2 separate regions of the Sus scrofa genome follow, and region 2 is linked to region 1. Evidence: chromatin contacts called from public promoter capture Hi-C data. All regions are on one chromosome and are shown on one strand. The core of a region is the stretch at or near the end of the contact, and the rest is flanking DNA. Distances in the headings are between cores, read along the strand shown.

Region 1 (5,512 bases), core at 1,750-4,249:
ACCACTAATTCCAGTACCTAGGAAACTGGCTGGCACATGGGATTTCAATCAATACTTGTTCAATAATGAACAAAACAGAATAGGTCCCTGCTCTCCTAGAGTTTACATTCTAACAGAGGAGATCAATAAATAAAAGGAAACACCTAAATTTTAACTATTGCATAGACCAGAATGCACTATAACAGAAAATACTGAGATATTTAATAGTTGAATTAGAGGCTTATCAGAGATGAGCTGACATTTATGGTGAAACCTCAATGAATGGGAAGCAAATAGATATATGGAAAGGAAATTCCTAACAAAGAGAAGGGCAAGTAAAGTCTTAGAGGCTATAAAGTGCTCAGCAAGTTTCAGGAAAGTGTGACTACAGAATAGTAAAGCCAGAGAGTAAGTGGTGGAAAGGTAGTCAGGCACCAGATTATGGAGGCCTTGCTAGGGAAGAGTAAGAAGTTTATATTAACTCCAAGTGAACCTATATGTCTTCTAAGTTGTATGATGTATTCCTTGAGTAGATCCTTACTATTCAAACCGTGCTTCCAAACTGCAGCAGCTGCATCACCTCTTAGCTTGTTAAAATTTCAGAATCCGAGACACCACCCAGAACTGAAAAAGAGTCTATGCTTTTAACAAGATTCCCCCGATAACTTATATGCACACTAAAGCTTGAGCAACACTAGAAAATGGATTGGAGGTGAGAAAGAGTAGAAGAGAAACACTTAGATATGTTGGTCCAAATCCACCTATGTTAAAGAGAAAGGCTTGCATGAGAGTGATAGCAGAATTGTCTGTTTAGATCTTCTGCCCATTTTTTGATGGGGCAAAAAAGACATACGGATGGCTAAAAAACACATGAAAAGATGTCAACATCACTCATTAGAGAAATGCAAATCAAAATTACTATGAGGTATCACCTTACACCGGCCAGAATGGCCATCATCAAAATGTCTACAAAGAATAATTGCTGGAGAGGGTGTGGAGAAAAAGGAACCCTATTCATTTGGTGGGAATGTAAATTGGTGCAACCACTGTGGAAAACAGTATGTAGATTCCTCTGAAACTAAAAACAGAACTACCATTTGATCCAGCAATCCCACTCCTGGGCATCTATCCAGAGAAAACCATGACTTGAAAAGACACATGTACTCCAATGTTCACTGAAGCACTATTTGCAATAGCCAAAACATGGAAACAACTTAAATGTCCCCCGACTGAGGAGGATAAAGAAGAAATGGTACATATACACAATAGAACATTACTCAGCCATTAAAAGGAAAGAAAGAACAAGAAATAACGGCATTTGTAGCAACATGGACGGACCTAGAAATTATGCTAAGTGAAGTCAGTCAGACAATGAGACACCAACATCAAGTGCTATCACTGACATGTGGAATCTAAAACAAGGATACAATGCACTTCTTTGCAGAATAGATACTGACTCCCACACTTTGAAAAACTTAGGGTTTCCAAATGAGACATGTTGGGTATAGGGAGATGCACTGAGGGTTTGGGATGGACACGCTATAAATTTTTTTTTGTCTTTGCTAGGGCTGCACCTGGTGCACCTGGAGGGTCCCAGGCTAGGGGTCCAGTCAGAGCTGTAGCTGCCCGCCTTCACCAGAGCCATAGCAATGTGGGATCCAAGTCGCATCTGCGACCTACACCACAGCTCACGGCAACGCTGGATCCTTAACCCACCGAGTGAGGCCAGGGATGGAACCCACCTCCTCATGGTTCCTAGTCATATTTGTTAACCACTTAGCCATGACGGGAACTCTGATGCTATAAAATTTGGTTGTGATGATTGTTATACACATATAAATGTAATAAAATTCATTAAGTATTAAAAAAAAAAGTGGTAGCAGAAGAGGTAAGACTTTCTTAGTGTATGTCTCCAGTGACAAGCGGCTCAAGACTCTTAGCCAGCTAAATAGAGATTTCAGTAGGCAGGTAGCCACATGAACCTGGATTTCTGATAAATCTGTGGGTCTATTAGGTATCCTGCTTGAGTTTCAAGTGTTGTTTTTTATTCCACAAATGTTTGCAAGCTGTCATCTTTATGGAAAGTAAGACATCTTTCTGAAGGTTTTCCAAATCCTCCACTTCCACTTTTACTAGATATCTTTTTTCCTCTTTTACTAGATATCTTTCATCAAGTCTTTTTTAACCCCATCACAGGAAATGTTCTGAACGTTTTAAAATTCAAGGCCCATGGCTGCTCAAATGTCCTTCTCCACAGCCCCTTGGATTCCAGACACTTCTGTCTTAACTGAGGTTATTAGCCAGAGACAGCCTCTAAGCGTCTCCAGTCTCTATGTGCAAAGTAATTCTGTATTCTTAAAAAAGGATCTTTAAACTAGAAAAAAGTTAATGGGAATGAAAACATAAACAAGTTCCAAGTGGGGGAGACTGCCTAGAGTTCCCCATTCCTAAACCAAGAGGAAGAGGTTTCTTGCCTTAGCACTTCGTTAATAAGGAGCATAGCTGAATATCAATTTAATGCTCTTCCCTGTATCTTATCTCAGTAAGTGTAGTTTAATCGCTAAAGTTTGTTACAATTATTTTCAAAGGTAAGAGAGCATTTTTCTTTCTTTTTCTTTTTTTAGGCATAGGGAATAGTAAAAATCCATATGGTTTCAATTCTCAGTGCTGGTAACCCAGAGAATACCAGAACACCAGAACATCCCTGAAGTGGTTCCAGGATCCTGACTTTTTTGGTTAAATTCACGAAACGGGGAAAAATGAGCAGTAAAGAAGCATAATTAACATTTTCAAAGGCATTATTCTATCCATACTTGACTGTTCCCCTCATAATGAATTTATTTCATCTGTATGAAACACTAAGTTAATAAGAAACTCTCAGAACTTGGAGGAAAAAAGTCCCTTTCAAGAAAACCTTATAGCCAATGCCGCCAGGAGAAGCTGATTAAAGAAATAAGGCGGAAGGTGTGTTGGGGGGCGGGGGGAGTTGCCTTGGAGCCAAGATGGGTCAGGATCAGAGAGGTCAAGGCTGAGCAAGGTCTGCACCGGACCCGCCTCCCGGGGTGGCCTCGGCCCCCGGGGCAGAGACGCTGGGAGGAAAGGGTAGGTCTCGGTGGCCTCCAGGTGCGAGCCGCGTGAGTAGGCTGCCTGGGCGCCTCCTCCCCTTTCGGGACGTGCGTCCAGGGCGCACTCCGGGTCCCGCTCCTCCCCGCCCGCGGGGGGGGGGAAGGGGAACAGGGGGCCGTTCTCCCCGGCTATAAAGGGCCCTGGGCCTCCTCAGCTCGCCTCGGCTTGTCCGGGCGACCTCCGGCTCCGCCCTCGCCGCCTTACTCCCAGCCCGAGCTCCAGTCTCCGCTCAGGCTCCACTCGACACTCTCGGGCCTCGGCTACTCGGGCTGCGGCGGAAGATGGCGGCTTCGGCTGGTGCCCCGGCTCCCGCCGAAGGCTCTGAGGAGGCGCTGGCCTCTGCCCTGGCCGACGTGCCCGAACTGGCCCGACTTCTAGAGACGGACCCGTACCTGAAGCCCTACGCTCCGGACTTCCAGCGCAGGTATCTGACCCCCTCGGGGCTCTTCCCCCTCCCCCGCCCCACTCCTCAAAGCCCAGCAGCCCGCTTTCCCCGCGCCCGCTGGGGCCGCCCCTTGGCTTGAGGGAGTGCGGGCCCCGCCCCTTGCCGGCTCCACCCACGTCGGCCCCGCCCCCGACCTTCTGAGCTCGGCTCGGGTGGAGTCAGGTAATTGGGTTCTACGGCTTCCGGAGTTGTGGGATGACGACGCTGGCCGCCTGACTAGAAGTGCAAGCGCTGAATAAACTTTCCTCATCCCTCTCCCCTCCCTTCGAATCAGAGGTTTTGCGCCATTATGTGTGTGCTTTGGCTTCCAGCACATGTTTCCTTAGGTGCTCTGCGGAGTGAGGCAGTGACATTGCAGGTTATCTGATCCTTCCATTCCCCAGAATGGTCCTCTGAATTAGCCTCTGCATAACATCTGGCCTGTGTAATAGTGCTTTTAAAACTTTCTGGTTTATTTAATAGCAATTTTGTGGGTTTCTATCCAATAGGGTTCTTTCAGGCAGCTTGTCTTTTCTGGTTAATATTCCGCCTCTCAGAGAAGATTAAGCATATCTTGGTCACTTTTTTTTAACCCCCTTGGGACAACACTGACAAGTGAATGAGTAAACATGTGGCAGCGTCGGTCCACGTTTGGTACTGTCATCCTGAAGAGGGAGAAAGATGACGAAAGTCATACTTCTAGAGGCAGATTTAGTATGCTTTGATTTTAGCTTGACCTATATCATGATGTAGTAAATTAGTTTGCCAGAATTAAGTTGCTAGGATAATACTTCTAGTAGTCAGCTTAACTTAAAAGGTATAGTTTTGAAGACTAAAATGGTTCTTAATACTAGTTATAGTAGTTATGTTTGCGAGATAAGCACATTGTTATTTGTTTCTGGCCTTTTAGCAGAGTCACTTGAAAACGACCATGGCAACAGAATATATCTGGTCACATTTTCAGGTAATAGAAAACTTGTAGCTTGTTGCTGGCAAGAAGCAGCACTGCAGGTAATGAAATGCGGTAGATTGGAAGTTTGGGGAAAAAAAAAACAACTTGGATTTGTGACCTGGCGTTGTCCCTACTGCCTGCTCTCAATTCAGCAATTGTTAAGGGACAGAGTTGAAAACAGCATCTCATTCCAGAGCTTGACTATCCTAATGCATGAGCCCTCTTCAAAAGGAGTCACCTTGAGCTGTTGCTTAATCAGATGTTGGGCCTTTATATAAGCTATTCTTGGAGCAGCCTTGTGAAATTGCCTTCAGTGTTTACAATATATGCTTTCAAAGAAATTTAGTGTATAATCTTCATTGTTCAAGATTGGATTTGATTTATAAATTGTCCCAAAATTTTAGAGCAAAAGATGGTGGTGAGAATTTTTTGATGTGCTTATTAATGATGACTAATCATTGTATGCTTTGTAAAATGACACCTAAGACATTTCTAAAAGAAGAGTTGTGGAAATGTTTTGTCTATGTTTCCCCTCCTTTTTGTTTTAAAAAAATAATCACAAGTAGACAAATAATCCCTTAAGTGTTTCTTTCATGTAATTCACTTCGACTCCATTAGGACTGACGCAGTTTTGATCCTCTTTCATGGTTTGTCAAAATTAATGAGAGACACAAATGCCAGAGTAAGGAAGTGAGGGCAATGCAATGTTCTTGATGAAAAGGCTGGTCCAGTGGGTCCTTGTGCTTCACTCTGGCCTGGATTCTACTTCTGGCCTTGGTTCTTAGTAATTGCTATTTTCCAGCACACATGTTCCATTTAGGCATAGCAAATAGTAATTTGGCATTTGTCAGCAGTAACTTTTACTGTGAACATTTGAAGAATAAAAGAATTTTTCCTTCGTAAAATTTGGCCCTGGTTACTTTTCCTTTATTCTTTTCATTTCTAATGACCCACTTGGTCAGTGTGTCTTTGGCATAACACAGATATACAACCAGTCAAGCATAGGTGGAAAGTATGCTTCCTCCAGAGTT
Region 2 (5,512 bases), core at 1,559-4,058, 96 kb after region 1:
CACCATTTGTTTTGTTATGTTTTGTTTTTAAGAACTGAATTTACTAATATTTTAAAAGGCTGCAGAATTTTTTTCGTCTTCTTGAATTAGAAAATTTTATGGGCTCTAACACCTTACCTCGTCTTTGCATTAAATGGTTAATGGAATTTTTTTTTTTGCTAATTTTTTAAATTGAAGTATAGTTGATTTACAATATTATATTAGTTTTAGGTGTACAACATAGTGATTTGGTATTTTTATAGATTATATTTCATTTAAAGTTATGACAAAATGATGGCTGTATTTCCCTGGGCAGTATAACGTATCCTTGTTGCTCATTTATTTTGTATGTAATACTTTGTTTTTCTTAATCATGAATGCCTATCTCCCTGCTTCCTTCTCCCCTGTCCACACTGGTAACCACTATTTATTCACCATGTTAATTTTTTGTTTGTTTGTTGTTATATACAGTGAAAGAATTAATTTTCATTTTTTATTATATATTGGGAAAACAATTACTAGGAATGAATGATTATTGATGTATATATAGGAAATGATGATAGGCATTTGCCTCGACCATCCAATTTCAAGTCTTTTATACTTTCTGCTATGGTGTGAATATTTGTGCCTCCCTCCAAATCATATGTTGAAATCCTAATTCCTTATATGATGGTACTAGTACTTGGGGTTTTAGGAGATGCTTAAGTCAGTCATGAAGGTGTAGCCATCTGAATAGGATTAGTGCCCATATGAGGGAGGCTTCAGAGTGATTCCTGGCCCCTCCACCAAATGAAGATACAGTAAGAAATGTGCAGCCTGGAGGAGGGCCCTCACCAGATCATGGTGGCAGCTGATCTTGAATTTCTAGCCTCTAGAACTGTGAGACGTCAGTTTTGGTTGTTTGTAAGCCACTCAGTCTCTGGTATTTTGCTATAGCAGCCCATTCGGACTAAGGTACTTTTGACGCTATTCTCTGTCCTGTGCTTTCTTTCATAAATTTATTTGATGCAGATGTAATGAAATAATTTAAAAAGCATCTTTTACTTTTTTATGTGGCCTTAAAAATCTCTCACAGTAAATAAACATACAACAAATATCAAGTTAACTGTTGTGTAATCTTTCTTCATTATTCTATAAAGATTTTAGTGAAGATAAATTTATTGGAAACTTAGGACCAAAATATCACTCATAATATTTGGATGTTTCAAATTTTGGGAAACATTTAGATTTTATTATAGTGTCAATATGGTGATATAATTAGTTTTTCATTTATAGGAAATGATGTATGAGATTTTCTTTTGGGGACAGGGTAGGGTTATATTCTCTATACAAAAACCAGTAAGTTGGAGTTCCCATTGTGGCTCAGCAGATTAAGGACCTGACATAGGCTCCAGAGGATGCAGGTTTGATCTCTGGCCTCCCAGTGGGTTAAGGATCTGGCATTGCCACAAGCTGTAGCATAGGTCACCGATGCAGCTTGGGTCAGTGTTGCTATGGCTGTGGCATAGGTCAGCAGCTGCAACTCTGATTTGATCCATAGCATAGAAACTTCCATATGCTGCAAGTGTGGCCATAAAAAGAAGAAAAAAATCACCAACTTGTGGTTTTTGGCCTTTCAATCTGAAATTGTCCCTAGGTAGTCTACCACAGTAATTAAAACTCTCGTTTTAAATTGAACTTGAAAATTTATTTCAGTCTACAAGGAATTGACCTTTATAACTCACTTGTGGATGTTTCTCTTATGAATTATGTGGTAATCATTGACAAAAAAGAATTTATCACCTACCATTGAAATAAAGCTTTGTTTTCTCTGCAAAACACCTTTTTTTTCCAATGGAACACTTTGGAAAAAGATACCTAATTACTTGTATGGTGATGTAAATGTCTCTTTTCTGTGTTTTTAAGTAAGTTTACCAAACAAAATATTATTTATTTATTTATTTATTTTTGTCTTTTCTAGGGCCGCACCCATGGCATATGGAGGTTTCCAGGCTAGGGATTGAATTGGAGCTGTAGCCACCGGCCTACACCAGAGCCACAGCAACGCAGGATCTGAACCATGTTTGCGACCTACACCACAGCTCATGGCAACTCCGGATCCTTAACCCACTGACAGAGGCCAGGGATCGAACCGGTAACCTCATGGTTCCTAGTTGGATTCATTAAGCACTGAGCCATGACGGGAACAAAATATTTTAAAAATAAAGTAATATAATAAAGTGATATTCAAGGCTATAAAGATATAAGGAAAGAACAGAAGTCTGTGTTCCTAAGGAATAAATAGTCATATATTACTCATGTCTTTGATACTTCTTCTTTTGAATGCATAGCCAAATTAATTATGTAAAGGTATTTTTTGTTCCTTATTTTAAGGGATACACTTTTAATAACAATTCTACTTAAAAAAAAAATTCTCAAGGTGTTTCATAGGAATTTAACATAATTATTTAGGTTCTGCCATTTGTCAGGTACTGTCCTTGTTCCGTGATGCTTGAACTGAATTATAGTATATATGTGGGATGTGTGTGTGTTTTAAAAATAAAGTGCTATTGGAGCAAAATATTAGTGAACAGTTTATTCATTCTGTGATAGTAACAGGGGAAATAACAGAAGGGCAGTGACATTCAAGCACACTTGGTAACATGTTTAGAAGTTGCCCAGAGAGATAGAAAGATGAAGGCTGTTTTAACTCGGTGTACTGCATGAATAAAAGTGTGTGTATTGATTGAAGTTCCAACAGGAAGCAACGGCATACTGAAAATAGGACAGTTTGAACAGTTTTGTTTATTTTTTTCTTTCCACCTCCGAAAGGCTGTTTTCAAAGTTGAACATGCGAGGGATCTGCTCTAGAGTTCAAAGGAGAGTGGGGTGAGGGGACTTAGCAACACCCATACTAACCTTGCCTAGGCCACAAGGAACATGGGATCAATTACTAGAACCCAGAGGGAGACCGAATCAGCCATCTTGAGAGGAGCACTGAGTTTTGGTGACAGATGTGGTTAATTCATGACTACCTTGCAGGGAAGGAGCTAGGGGAATAAGGAAACAAATACTCTGATCTCTCACTCTTCTTCCTTTCTCTGACCTCTTCCTGTGGTTCCACATTGCCCAGTCCAATAAAAAGCCAGAGTTCTGGGAAATATGGTCCACATCAATTAGCCTCCTGGGGCAGAAAGCCAATGATAAGTGGATCTGACTGACTAGTAAAATGGGGCTCAGGAGGTCAGTGAAAGAGTGCAGGTCAAGAGAAGTGAGAGTTCCAGGGAAAGTAAACCTGAAAGGTGGGTTGGAGGCAAACTGAAGAATTCCTTTCTTTTCTTCTGATTTCTGTTTTCTTTTCTTAAAAATTATTTCTATTAATATCCATTTGACTAGCAATGACAATCAGGATTATCTTCTTTTAGGAAGGTCCCTGGTGGCCTAGCAGTTAAAGGATCCACCCTTGTCACTGAGGTCTGGGTTCGATCCCTGGCTCAGGAACTTCTACTGCTATGGATAGGGCCCCAAAAAAAGAAAATTTTTTGTTTGTTTCTAGAGATGCACCTGCAGCATATGGAAGTTTCCCGGCTAGGGGTCCAATCAGAGCTCCAAATTGGAGCCAAGTTTACAACATATGCAGGATCCTTAACCCACGGAGTGAGGCCAGGGATTGAAGCCACATCCTTATGGTTATTAGTTGGACTCTTAACCTGCTGAGCCACATTGGGAACTCCACGCATTGTCTTCTTTGAAGTGTTTATTTAGGATGTTTATGTACTTTAACTTTTCTTTGCCAAATCAGTAACAAAATGGATTAGAATAGAGGTTTCTTGATGCCAGACCTTGAACCTTTTCAAAGGGTTGTATAATAGTGATCTTTAGAGCTAAAATAACAAAATGCTGTATTCTGGGCAGTGTAAACAACAGAAATTTAATTTCTCACAGTTCTGAAGGCTGGAAGTCTGAGATCAGCCAGCATGGTTGGGTTCCAGTGAGCATTATTTTCCTGGCTTAAAGATGGCTGCCTTCTTGCTGTGTCCTCACATGGCAAGAATCTTATCATCAGGCCCCCAGGCTTATGCCTTCCATTTAAACCTAATTTTCTTCCAAATGCCCTGTCTCAACATACCATCACAGTGGGGGTTAGGGCTTCAACAATGAATTTGGAGGAGGGCACATTTCAATTCAGAGCAGATCCTATTTCTTTCTGAATTATATTTAGATGATATACAATTGATGAATAGAAAAGAGTCATGGAACCTAACACCCACATTTACAGTTTTCTCAGATGAGACACATGAAAGAAATTAGAGATTACTTTACATTCATATTTAATTTGATCCTTATGGTAACACTGTGAAATAAGATACTGTTATTACATATCATTTCATGATGAGTATACTGAAGTTTAGAGAGGTTAAGTAGATGGTATTATTGCCTGGGCTTGCATTCTGGCTTCGCTAATAGCAAAGTCTGTCCTCCTATCCATAATGCCACTACTGGTCAGGTTGAGGGTTCACAGAGAAAAAATGGGGGGGAAGAAAGTGATAACAGAGGAAGTAGAACTTGAGCCTTGTCTCAGATTTAACACACCATTTTATACCATATTTGGTTTTGCTTTTTTTGTGGAGACTATCACCCTCATTTTTCAGGGTGTTAAGTATTGAAGTGACCTTCCCTGAACATCAAAAGGAGATAGATGGTTTATAGAAAGAGTTTGGGTTTTAGAGGATAAGAGATCAAATTTATCATGTAAAATTAAACAATTATTGAGAGCTAGAATGAAATTGCTAGGCAGAAGGATGCCATTGGGCAGGGATGTGGCATGTTAAAATGTTAGTATCTAAATATTTAGTTAAGAAGGTTAATCTCACAAGCAATTTATCCTTTATTTCTGGAATATTTTCTTATGTTATTTTTTTGCCCATTTCTTTCTCTCCACATTTTTGTCCACTGTTTCAGGAAATTCTAACCTTTTGATATCTAATCTCCTATATTTTCTATCTTTTTGTCAAGTTGCCCATCATTTTGACTTTCTGTTCCACTTTCAGAAATTACTTATCTTCCATCTGCTTTTATTTAAGTAATCACATTAAAAACATTTCTAATGACATGCTTATGTTCTCTACCTTTTATCATTGATTCCATCATTGTTAAATGCCCAAAGATACATTTATCTTTTTGAAAATATTATAGATGTTTTAGTTTTCCCCAAGTTTTCTTCTTATTCCCTCATCCTGTCACTATTTTTTCAGGCTTTTTTTCCCTGTGTTTTTAAAAATTCCTTGTTTTTTGCATTGCAGGCTATCTTGAAATGACTGGTGATCCATGGTTATATAATCATATTTTAGAATGAGTTAGGAAAAGGCAGTTGAAAATTCTGTTCCCAGTGAACTTTGTTCCTGGTGATCGTCACTGTTGGGTAGTCAGAAAGTGGGCCAGCCTTTATGTTGATGACAATAAGTGAAAGCTTTTTTCTGAAATTATTAATTTTTCCAGCCAGAGATGAATCTTACAGTCTCTTACAAGGAGTGGGTAGAAGGGGTATGTGAGG

The links. Promoter capture Hi-C pulls out the DNA fragments that hold promoters and counts their contacts.
Region 2: a contact with region 1 is called in a promoter capture Hi-C map of liver, with 4 times the contacts expected there. The contact joins the enhancer-like site here to the promoter of GBE1 in region 1. A contact is called at or near these places in 2 of 5 promoter capture datasets (fetal liver and liver), 6 of 47 Hi-C or Micro-C datasets (brain, embryonic fibroblasts, liver and 1 more) and 1 of 2 datasets of contacts at active chromatin or transcription factors (alveolar macrophages).

Annotation. Positions count from the first base shown.
Region 1 is chr13:173,631,402-173,636,913 of Sscrofa11.1, forward strand. It overlaps GBE1 (1,4-alpha-glucan-branching enzyme), which reads left to right and starts at 3,000. Exons shown (of 16, transcript XM_021070783.1): 1 at 3,000-3,529. The coding sequence starts at 3,387.
Region 2 is chr13:173,727,988-173,733,499 of Sscrofa11.1, forward strand. All of the region lies in intron 3 of GBE1 (1,4-alpha-glucan-branching enzyme), which reads left to right. Among named protein-coding and RNA genes, the nearest start is that of GBE1, 96 kb to the left of the region's middle. Within about 2 kb of position 2,809, at least 2 of the 83 cell types and tissues checked have an H3K27ac peak or open chromatin away from gene starts, as enhancers often do. A contact at or near this core is called in fetal liver and liver, where this site is marked.